Linked DNA regions of Mus musculus: region 2 is linked to region 1. Evidence: chromatin contacts called from public Hi-C data. All regions are on one chromosome and are shown on one strand. The core of a region is the stretch at or near the end of the contact, and the rest is flanking DNA. Distances in the headings are between cores, read along the strand shown.

Region 1 (5,438 bases), core at 23-2,522:
ATTGGTGACATTATACCTTGTGTGTATGTATAAATGTGTCATTGTCAACCGTGTGTGTGTGTGTGTGTGTGTGTGTGTGTGTGTGTGTGTGTGTCCTCTCCACCCTTACACATTTCTTCAGGGAGTCACAAATGACTTATTAGCTTTTCTACTCCCGTTTCATACCATCTCTGTGGCCTCCCCAGCATCCCAGCTCCTCCTTCCAGATGAACTGTTCTTTCCAGTCCCTGACCAAGCAAAACTCCAGTGAACTCAGAAGCCCTTGTGATAGACGCGGGTTAGAGACCAGACCTCTGAGAGCACAGCAGTAAGTGGTTCTAGGGTAAGTAGTTGGGAAGAATAAAGATGCCCCTGACCAACATTGACCAACAAACATTGGCACTCCAGAGTCCCACATACACAAACTTCTATTGCATTGAGTCAAAAGAGGCCATCCTCGGGGGGGGAATAAGAACTATTAGCTTTCCACTGCTATCTGTTTTTTGTTCCCCGTCTCATTTTTTATTTGATAATTTGTGGGACATTTTTTTTCTATTTTGCTCAGTTTCTGCCTCCATTACAACACCCAACACTCTAATTAGCTTTTGTATGGGACAAACAGGAGGTATTGCTTCTGGCAGGATAGGATTTTCTGTCCTGTTGATTGATGGATTAATTTTTATTGAGCACAGTGTGCTACCAGCAGAACCAAAAGTCCGGCATGCAATTCCAGCGCCAGTCACTTACGTGCTAATGAAAAGCAAGACAAAGCGGTCATCCGGCCAATGGCTCCTCTCCACCCTGCCCCCTCTCTCTCCCACTTGTTTTGTTATAATAGACCAGTAGAGGCTGCCTAGGAGAACAACTTGTGTCCTTGCTCAGGTAGCCACCGTTTTATAGATTCTTACCTTTGTGTGTGTAAATTCGTATCTGAAAACCTTGGGTTTATTTGAGTGTATATAGCTAGAAGTCTGTCACCGTTCTCTTTTTGTCAACCCATTCTCTTCCATGCTTCGTAAAAGGACCAATGAAGAAATACAACAGAACAGTGAACAGGCAGCTTGGACTTCGCCTGAAACTTGAGAGGCTCAGAAAGAAGTCTCCTGGGCCCACTGAGGCTAGTGCGGTGAGACCACCTCTGCTGCCACCCAAACCAACAGCTAGCTGGCCTTCAGCTTATCAGTACAAACGCCCCTGCCCTCTTGGCTACGCACCCTAATCTTCAGTCTGTTCTCGAAGAGTCTCAAGAAGCCCTGCCCCTGTTCTGTGTGGATCTGGGTTGCAGCCATTGAGCCTCTTTTGCTGGGAAGGCTCCCAATAGCCTTCAACAAGATTAAATGCACTGATTTCTACCCCCACCCCCCAAAGAATCCGAGTTTTATTCTAAACATGAAATTTGCTTCTAGGTTATTTTTGTGAACGTTAGATTGCAGGAAACCAGACAGTGGGGTTTTGAGGGCATAGGAGAGGAAAGGGAAGGGCAGAAGTTGACCTGTGGTGTGGACTTTCACTTTAAACCTCAGCCCTGATCATGAGCCTCCTGGTGCATTTGATGGGCTGCACTGCTCTCTAGTGGCTAAAAGAAAGAACACATGCTATAATCAAACCTCCCTAAAATGTAAGGCTACTTTGTTAATTTTGGTTCTTGCATTCAGTTTCAAGAGTGCTTTCTTTTAAATGTGGAGAGAGAGAAAAACATATTTTTGGCGTGAAAGTACAACTTCTTGCTGAGAATGGTAGAACACCCCTTCTCCACTTCTCTGCCTCGCTTACTTCTTCAAGTGATCTATGCTCTTAGGGGTCTGCAATCTCTGGGGCCTTCGAGAGACCCATGCACTGGGAAGAGCAGCTGGGGGAAGCTAACATTTATCCCCAACACACTGGGCAGCAAGTTATGTGGGAAGACACTGGGAAATGCATGCTGTCGCTGCTGCCTCCATGGGAGGGCTTTTTCCTAAGTTTTCTCACAAGCCTGGATCTGTCCCGTCACAATAGAACCGTCTTCCACCATCACAACTCTCCCAATGTACCTGTCTCCAGCACACTATCATCCTACTGGCTTCCTGCAGCTCATCACCCTTCAATACGGACTTATTTGCGTGGTCGTTGTTTCTCCTGCTCACAATATGTGCTTCGCAGAAGCGGGGACCACATCTATCCTTTTCACTACTGTCTCTCCAGATACAAGAAATGTGCATATGCTCAAAACAAGGCAGACTCTAAGTATTTGCAAATAAATAAGTGAGTGGGGAGAACACAGAAGCCCTAAGCATTTCCTTCCTGTCGACTTCTTTCTCTGAAACATCATTGCCAGTATTAGAAAGCAAGTCTTGTGGGTGAATGCAGGATTTCACGAAAACCTGTAAAATGCAAAAGTTCCACCCACACTTTCATGGAGGCGGCAGACTAGGTCTGGAAAGTCCCAAGATGAGGCTTAATTTCATTTTCTAAGTCTGATTGTTCGTGCTTCTCCTTCTACTGAGCAGAAAGTATTATTGTACACAGGTGCAATCTTCTAAATATAATAGACATGCATAGAGACAATCCAAAGGGCTTTTTAAATCTTTAGGTTTTAATAAACAAATCTCAGTTGGTAGCTTATTTAATCAAATTCACTTAAGAGACATAAGCTTAACATACACACTCCACCCTATCAGGGGAATTTTTAAGGAATTTTCTGAAAGACATTTCTTTTTAGGAAGACAGCATTTGCCTCTGTCTCAATGTCCTTGACTTCACGATTGAAGATTTCTTTAGAAAACCTCATTGTTTTAATTACCCGTTTCCCTTTTTCTTTCCTTTTCCTTCTTTATTCCACTACGAAATAAGTATTATGACACTTCTAAGCACCGTTTTTAGTAGAATTCAGTCATTCTATATCATGAAAGGATGCCTTGTGCATTCTGTACCTTCCACTATTCTGTGACCTTCCCTCTGCTCAGGGATGTATGTGGGACTAAAGAGCTCCTGCATACAGAAAGAAACCCACTGGCTTAAGCCTTGCCCTCAGCAAATCTGGATGCTGAAAAGCAGAAATTAGCCTGTCAAACAAGCATGTGTGTAAGTTCTATACATGGACTCCATCAGTACATATCTGTGGGCTTTATTTGCCTTTACCATGTGCAAGAAAGGCTCAATTCAATACAGGACACACCTGTGAAGTGAAAGGGCCTCTCCCTCCACAGAAGTTCCTATGAGGTATACAGATAAATAAAGACAGGATTGTAGAAGAGTGGACTAAACATGAAGAGAGAGTCCCCTGGCAGGAACCTAGTATGTCAAGAAGGAAGGCTTGTTGTTGCTCTTGTTGTTTTTCAGAGGTGGGAATGAAAATATAAATGAGGAAAGAGCTTAGAAAGTAGTTTTCCATCCAACAGGACAACAGGTATACCCAGGCTTATCTGAGGAACTGGAGGAAGCTGTGTCGTTGGAGGAGCACGTACAACTTGAGAGAGAAGAGGCAGGGAAGGGGCGAGAAGGCTGAGGAGAGCACAGCACATCCCACAGAGAATCTTACAGGTTATTGAAAGGCAGCTGAATTCCAGCCAGAGGGCAAGGGAAAGCTGTTGCAGGATTGTAATCAGAGCTGATGTGATCTGTACAGCCACAGTGTGCAGAGTGGGAGCCATCTGATCAATGAGATCGATGGGGAGAATGTCATCAGAATGGGAGGCGAAGGTGGTCAGATTCAGAAAATGGCAGTGGGGTAGAGGGGCGGCCCAGAATGGATGGTGTCAAGAGATGCTTAGCAGATAGAATCAGAAAGGCTGGCTGGCTTGCTGAGTATGGGGAAGCCACTGAGGGGAAGGAATGAATGATGTTGAAGAATAGTAGTACGTGGAGTGAGCTGCCAAGCGTCCCATTACCTATACAGGAGCACTAACATAGGCAGAATAATAATGAGCTCAGTTTGAGACCTCATGCAAGGCAAGTGTGGGACAGCTGGGTGAAGATGACCGGTGTTGAGAGGCTTTTCCTGGGGAACCGTGAACAAACATCTATTCACCAAAGACATGGCACCTAGGACAGTCTGAAAAAGTAATTCCAACCTAGCCTTAGTGTCCCAGTGCATTTAAAAACATTGTTGACTCAAAGGCAGCTGCATCACCCAAAAGCCCAAGGCAACCTGAGAGATGACTCGTGAAACCTGCATCCACGGAGGAACCTACCCCCTTGTACAACTTGGAGGCACTTTAGCCACAAGAGGAGAAACTTCTCCCCAGCAATTGTCACTGCTACTTAATCTTGAGAAAGGGACTTGTGGGTCTTGTAATTTGGGGGAGAGTCCTGGGCCTTGTAAATTTCCTTGGCTCCTTGAGTTAAATGTATTTACCTCCTCCTTCTAGGACATGCTTCCATTGGGGGAAATATTATTCAAAACAGAGGCACTTGTATAGTTATATATAAATCACAGAAAAACTGCAGAATAGACATAAGATTCAGAGAATAAAGGCCACCAGCATACACTGCAGATGGTAGTTGAATGTTAAAAATACATATGATTTCCACACAATTTTCAAGAGAAAGCAAGGATCCGGAATAAACTTAGCACATGCAAAGGAGAAACAGAGGAATTGGGAACCCCAAAAGGAGAGAGAGAGAGAGAGAGAGAGAGAGAGAGAGAGAGAGAGAGAGAGAGAGAGAGAGATTCAGTTAATATACAAAGGTTGTTCCCAATCCTTCTTAGGAGAGATAGCTCCTTGTGTATGACACATGCTGATCACTGTTCCAAACTTCTCCTCAGGGATTCTTTAGAATGAATAACTTTGGAATATAGAAACAAGGCTGATCAGCAGAGCCCCTCCCTCCGTTTATTGAAGACCCAAGTTGCCAAGGTTTTTTCCTATAATACAATTGACTGTGGATGCTTGCTATGCCCACACAACCTCAGGCCAGAAAAACAATAGAAATCAGTGAACGATCAAACCCAGGAATGTCTTATGCTCTCCAGCATACAAAAGCTTGGAAGTAGAGCAAACAGGCATGCCTGTAGCCATCCCCAACATTTTATAGGGTTTAAAGAGTAAATTAATTTGTTCCTTTAAAGTTCTTGGTGTGGCTCAGTATGGCATAATGACACACATCTATAAACCTAACACTTAGGAGACAGAAGCTAAAAGTTTAAAATTCAAGACCAGCCTCAGATACACTACAGTGGATTCAAGACCTTCCTGGGCTATATGAGACTTTATGTCAAAAACCAAAATATTGGTGCAATTCTTGATACTTGTAAACACTTGATAAATGCTTACTTTCATTATCTTTAACCATCAAAATATAAATTTACATATGAGAATTTTATGTAAAGTTCCATAGGCAAATATTCAGTGTCATGGGTTAAGACTTTACACTTTCAGTATATACTTTGATAAATACCCAGAGGAAGGCAATTTATTTTTTTAAATATTTTTATTAGGTATTTTTCTCATTTACATTTCCAATGCTATCCCAAAAGTCCC
Region 2 (5,578 bases), core at 1,638-4,137, 1.3 Mb before region 1:
GAAGCATTTGGGCTACATCAAAGAAAAGCCATGACATAGAATGGATAAGGGGCAGAGAGGAGGTCTCAGCTTCCATGCTGTTCCATAGAAGCTGAATTTTAGGTCCTGGTTGTTCAGGTATAGAGCTGTGGGTATTTTGGTAAATTACTTAACCTCTCCATTGCATGTGTCTATCTCTAACCATAATGTGAATTAATAGTATCTACTTAGTTGATCAAACATCAGACCTTGGAAGATAGATCAGCTAGTAATTTCAATGTGCTTACTTACTGAAGTAAGTTTTTTTTTTTTTTTTCTGCTTTTAACAATCTAATTCTTATCTGGCTTTTTTTTTTTTGTTATTGTTGTTGTTCAGTCTAAAAGTTCATCAATTTCTCTTAATCTTTTCAAATAACTTCTTTGACGGTTGAGAGAATAAGAGATTTCACTGTAGCCTTCGCTGGTCTGGAACTCACTATATCAACTTAGCTAGCCTTGAATTTGTAGAGATCCTCCTGCCTCTGCCTCTGGAATGCTTAAAGAACTTTATTTTTATTTATTTTTCACTCTTCTCTATTTATTCTCAACTCTAATATTTTTATTCTTTTTCTCCTTCTTGTGTCCTGGTTATCTGTCCTCTCTTAATTTCTTGACTTGGGAAGTTAGCTCATTGACAAAAGGTCTTATTTGATAACACTGTTTGCAGTTATGTATTTCTCTCTGAACACTGCTTTTCCTATGTTTCCTAAATTTTAGCATGTTTCATTTCAAAGTATTTTTTAAATTTTCTTTTGTTGAAGAGGGGAAACTGATGTAGAGGAGAGATGTGAACTTCAAATTTACAGAGGCCTAACTTTGAGTATGGATAAAAATGACTTTGGTGCTTAGGGGTCTTTGAATGGATGTGAGAAAGGACATAGTTTTTCCATATTACACATGTAGACCACAGAGAAAGTCTTGTGCGCGCCCAACTCGACCATCAAGAACGACGCTGCAACAGGAACCTTCTGCACACGTTTATTGGGAGAGCTTGATTGCAGAGGCGAAGAGACCCCGAGCCCGGAACTGGTGCTGCTTATATAGGCCTAGGAGAGGCATGTCTCACACCCGGATTGGTTATGCACTAAGCCTCATTTGCATGTTCCTCATCTGATTGGCTACTCTCTCTCTCTCTATACCTCACAGAGCCTCATTATCATACCTAATTTACATGTCTCACATCTGATTGGTTATACTCTCAAAGCCTCATTATCATACCCGAGCCAGGCAGTGTCTTTGCAAAAAACTTTACTGCATATGTACACATTGGTTGTTTGTCCAAACTTATGTGTGGTGGCCAGCAGTAGTCAGTGCCACTCTGCAACGGCACATGTGGCTTCCCACAAGAAAGGAATGGGTTTGACCTTAACCAAAAGCAACATAATGGAATGGTAAGAGCTTTTAAAAATCTATTCAAGGGTAGATTTCTTCTATTCAACTTGTAGCTGATTTATGTCTTTAATTTATTGCTTTCTCATCAACAGTGTGAAAATTAGACACACTTGTTGGATGAAAGGTGATAATTCCATAGAGTGAAACATGGCAACATTTTGCCTAGAATGTGATTCTAATTCCTCACCGAGGAGCAGAACCACACTCATAGAGCCCAGAAAGATAAGCAGGCTGAGAGGCTACTGATGCCACAGCTTGCTTGCTTTCTTTCTTTCTTTCTTTCTTTCTTTCTTTCTTTCTTTCTTTCTTTCTTTCTTTCTTCCTATTTCAATTTAAAAAAAAAGTTCATATGTCTTTCTGCACAGATGTCTGTGCACCAGATGTGCACCAAGTGCCAGTGCATGTCAAAAGAGGGCATTGTGTTTGTGAACCATTATGTGGGTGCTGAGACTCAAATCTGGGTTCTCTCCAAGAATAGCCAGTACTTTCAACCACAGGGCTGCCTCTCCAGCCCCACTTTCTTTTTCCTTTATCACAGTTATTATGCAGGCAGTACACAATTAGACTGACTAGTGGAAGGAGCCCCATTCTGTTGGACCATAATATGGATTGAAAAGATAGTGTGGCTTCCCTCATTAAGACAAGCTATGATGTATGACACTAATTTCCTGAAAATAAACAAATAGTTACTAAATTCTTAATTTCCCCTGCTCTAGGTTCTTAATGAAAGTTTAACTTTCAATAACTGAAGTCTTCAAGAAGAGCAAAAATCTACCAGGTTCAACCACGTGCTCAATATTGTACTGCTCTGGGGCTGGCCAGGTGGCTCAATGGTTAACAGCATGAAATTCTCTACTGGAAGACCTGAGTTCAGTTCCTAGCATCCATGTGGGTAGTTCACAACTGCCTCTATTTCTGGTTCCAGGGCATCTGGTGCCCTCTTTTGGCTTTTGCTGGTACTGTGCACCTGCGTGAGTGCACACACACACAAAGAGAGAGAGAGAGGGAGAGAGAGAGAGAGAGAGAGAGAGAGAGAGAGAGAGAGAGAGAGGAAAAGGAGAGGACATAGAGAGGCACCACAGAGAAACACACAAAGAGACAGAGACAGAAAGAAGATAGGTATATACATAATTTAAAAATAAAAATTAACAACAACAACAACAAAAAGCTGCAAATATCTCTAAGCCCCAGCTAGTTCTCCTTTCCTTGCCTTTCCTTTATTTTCAATTCCATCTTCCCCATCTGGACCAGGTCATTCCCACCTGTAAATCTTTATAGTGCTTTGTTTATACTTTTCTCATGGCTTCTACACTTTTCTGTGAGTCATAAGGGCTATTTGGGCCCTTTTGTTGTTTCCCTGAGTGGATAATAAATTCCTGGAATTTATTCCTTGAAAGGAGGGACACTAGCATCCATCACAGTGTCCATCAGGACTGATTTTGGCCTTGCACAGTAGGGATGTTTAATTACTTCACAAAATAACGAGGCTGAAAATAGATGACAGTTTAACGACTTCTTAAAAGGCCCAAGTCCGATTTTCTCTTTACCATACTTGGTGCATTAGATTTTTATTTTCTTGCTTGTTAATTCACAGTTGTAAGATGGCTGTCCCAGAAGCAGGCATCTGGTTATTGTTCAAGACAAGAAGAGGGCAGAGAGGCAGCACTGCTGAGTCATCTGCTCATGTCTTCCCTTCCTTACAAGACAGAAAGGGAATCTTGCATAGAGAGTCTGATCAGCACCTCGTTCCATGGCTTCAACCCGCGTCTTTTCTCCAGAGTATGACTCAAGTTTCCACATGTGCTCAGTTTCTGCTAAAGAGATTTTGACTTTGGTCTTGGTGGAGGTTGTTTTGCTTTTGTTTTGTTTTGTTTTGTTTTGTTTGTTTTGTTTTGTTTTGTTTTCTGTGGCAGGGTCTTACTAGATAGCCCAACTGACTGCCTTAGACTTTACTGTGAATTCTAGGCTGGCTTCAAATGTGCAGTCTTTCTACCTCATGTCCACAAGGTCTGAGAGTACAGGTATGGTCCATCTCAGAGCATAACGCTCAGCTTGCCAGAACTGTAACTGAAGACTTGGACGGTCTCTATAAAGCCTTCCCAACACTCACAGTCTCCTGGATGCTAAACAAAGAACCAGAAGGCAGGCTCCTCACTTGGATGCCGGGGATCCTAATCCAGAGGAGTGTGGCCTTTTCCTCCTCACCTTCATAGCACCAGGAATTTAAACTCATGCCTCACCTCAACAAAGGTACAAATTTCATGATAGGGCTGACCTTCAGGAATGCTTACAGTCTGTCATTCTGTCCACTGTTAAGAATATGGACACTAACAGCCTCCCTTAGCTTCTTTTGTGACAGACAAAGAAGACCATACATGATCCCCATGGAATTATTACCTCCATGAGCGTCTCTGTCGATAGATGACTTTCATACCCAAGCACATGTTTAGTTACAGTTCTCAGGGTGTCAACAATAGGTTGATTAAACCTTAAATATGTTTCAGGTGAACACCATTTCACCCCGTACTTCAGTACAAATTGTGAGTCAATTATTTATGAGTGGAGCCCAATTTGTTTAAACCTCATTGACCTTTGATACAGTTATGACATATGTCTTGACTTGATTCTCCCCTCTATTGATTTGGTCTGGAAAAGGAAGACAAGAGGTGAAGTGGCCCCTCGGGGTAAGCTGAAATTGTAGGTTACAGCCATGTTAAATTGCTTTAGTATACTTGGTGTCCTTTGGAGTAGGAAAATGAAGCAATAAAGTAGGTTGATGTGAGTAATTCTTGTTTTTAAAAGGACCTTGAAGTGCTCTTAACAATATCACGGATTTGATAAGATCTGCTTCAGACTTCTTAATTTAGAATGAACATAAAGATGGCAAAGCCAAAGGAATGTTGAAATACTGGTGCTGTGCTAACAGCATCTAAGCTGGGTCCATGGGAGATAACTGGTGGGAATGCCTCACTATTGTCTGCCATGCATGGGGAAAATAACACAGCAGTCACCAACAGGAATTTCCTGGGGGGCATATCCAGGTGTACAGAATAGTTAGAAGGGCTTTTGCTCATTATTTACATGCCATCAAGTTCAGGCAGTGCTCAAAGTTGAGCAATTTTTCAAAATTTAGAATGTTAATTTTTGTGACAGCTAAACCTATTAAACCTGAATGTTCCCAACCTTCTCCTTCTCCCTCCCGCCACCCCATCTCCGACTGTCAGTGGTTACCGAGGAGCAGATGGGCTAAGTGAGGAAGGAGAGAATACAGGCAGACAACGGTAGTGTACACAGGAGGGAGGAGCACCAGAGACTGGAGAAAAGCGTAGACCTTGTTTGGAGATAAGAGTAGAGAAAAAAAATGTTAATATAAACCTGACATGGGGCATAGTATTAGGATGTTTAGAAAAAAAGGAGAAAAGGAATGGAGATATGTTTCATCCAGTGAGACACAGAAAGATTATTTCAAAAGATAATTTCAGATATGTGTGGCTTGTTTTGAGTGTATTAGTTACTTGTTTGTTTATTTGTTTATTTATTTACTTATTTTACTAACTTTGGATGTATACGTATGCTGTTATCATTCCTTTTGAAATTTGTGTGTGTGTGTGTGTGTGTGTGCACGAATGTACACTAGTACACAAGTTCAGGTAAAGGACAAATTGTGTTCATCCTTCCACCATTTGGGCCCTGAGGCTCGAACTCATATTGTCAGGCTTGGTAACAGGTGTGGTTACTCACTGAGCCATCTTGCTGGCCCTATTATTATTTTTTAATGCACCTCAGTTTGGTTCAGGGGGAAAAAATAGGCTGGTTTGGTTTTGTTCCCACCCATGAAGTTACTCAGTTGTCATTCCTTGCCTGTTTGCTTTTTGATTTGGTTTTGTATTTTGTTTTCCCTGACAAGGTTTCTCTGTGCAGCCCTGGCTGCCTTGGAACTCTCTTTGTGGACCACACTGGCTTTGAATTCACAGAGCTTCTCCCTCCTGAGTGCTGGGATTATGGGCAGTCTGAGGGAAGAGTCGTGACCCTAGAACTTAAGCTCAGACTTCTTTTTGGTGCTAAAGTTCCATAATAAAAAAGCTAGCTTAAGTTCTCCACAGCCTTGTATAAATGAGTCAGAAATTCCATGGCCTGAAGATCACAGGCCAATCATATAGCTCAAGAG

Evidence for each region. Hi-C and Micro-C count contacts between places; a contact is called where the count stands out from the background.
Region 2: a Hi-C map of uterus shows a contact between it and region 1, with 7 times the contacts expected there. The contact joins two enhancer-like sites. A contact is called at or near these places in 10 of 39 promoter capture datasets (the 3T3-L1 cell line, 3T3-L1-derived adipocytes, the HPC-7 cell line and 6 more) and 1 of 484 Hi-C or Micro-C datasets (uterus).

What each region holds. Positions count from the first base shown.
Region 1 is chr2:114,256,660-114,262,097 of GRCm38.p6, reverse strand. No RefSeq gene overlaps it. Among named protein-coding and RNA genes, the nearest start is that of Zfp770, 58 kb to the right of the region's middle. Within about 2 kb of position 1,272, at least 27 of the 459 cell types and tissues checked have an H3K27ac peak or open chromatin away from gene starts, as enhancers often do. A contact at or near this core is called in uterus, where this site is marked.
Region 2 is chr2:115,561,145-115,566,722 of GRCm38.p6, reverse strand. No RefSeq gene overlaps it. Among named protein-coding and RNA genes, the nearest start is that of Gm39911, 13 kb to the right of the region's middle. Within about 2 kb of position 2,887, at least 7 of the 459 cell types and tissues checked have an H3K27ac peak or open chromatin away from gene starts, as enhancers often do. A contact at or near this core is called in uterus, where this site is marked.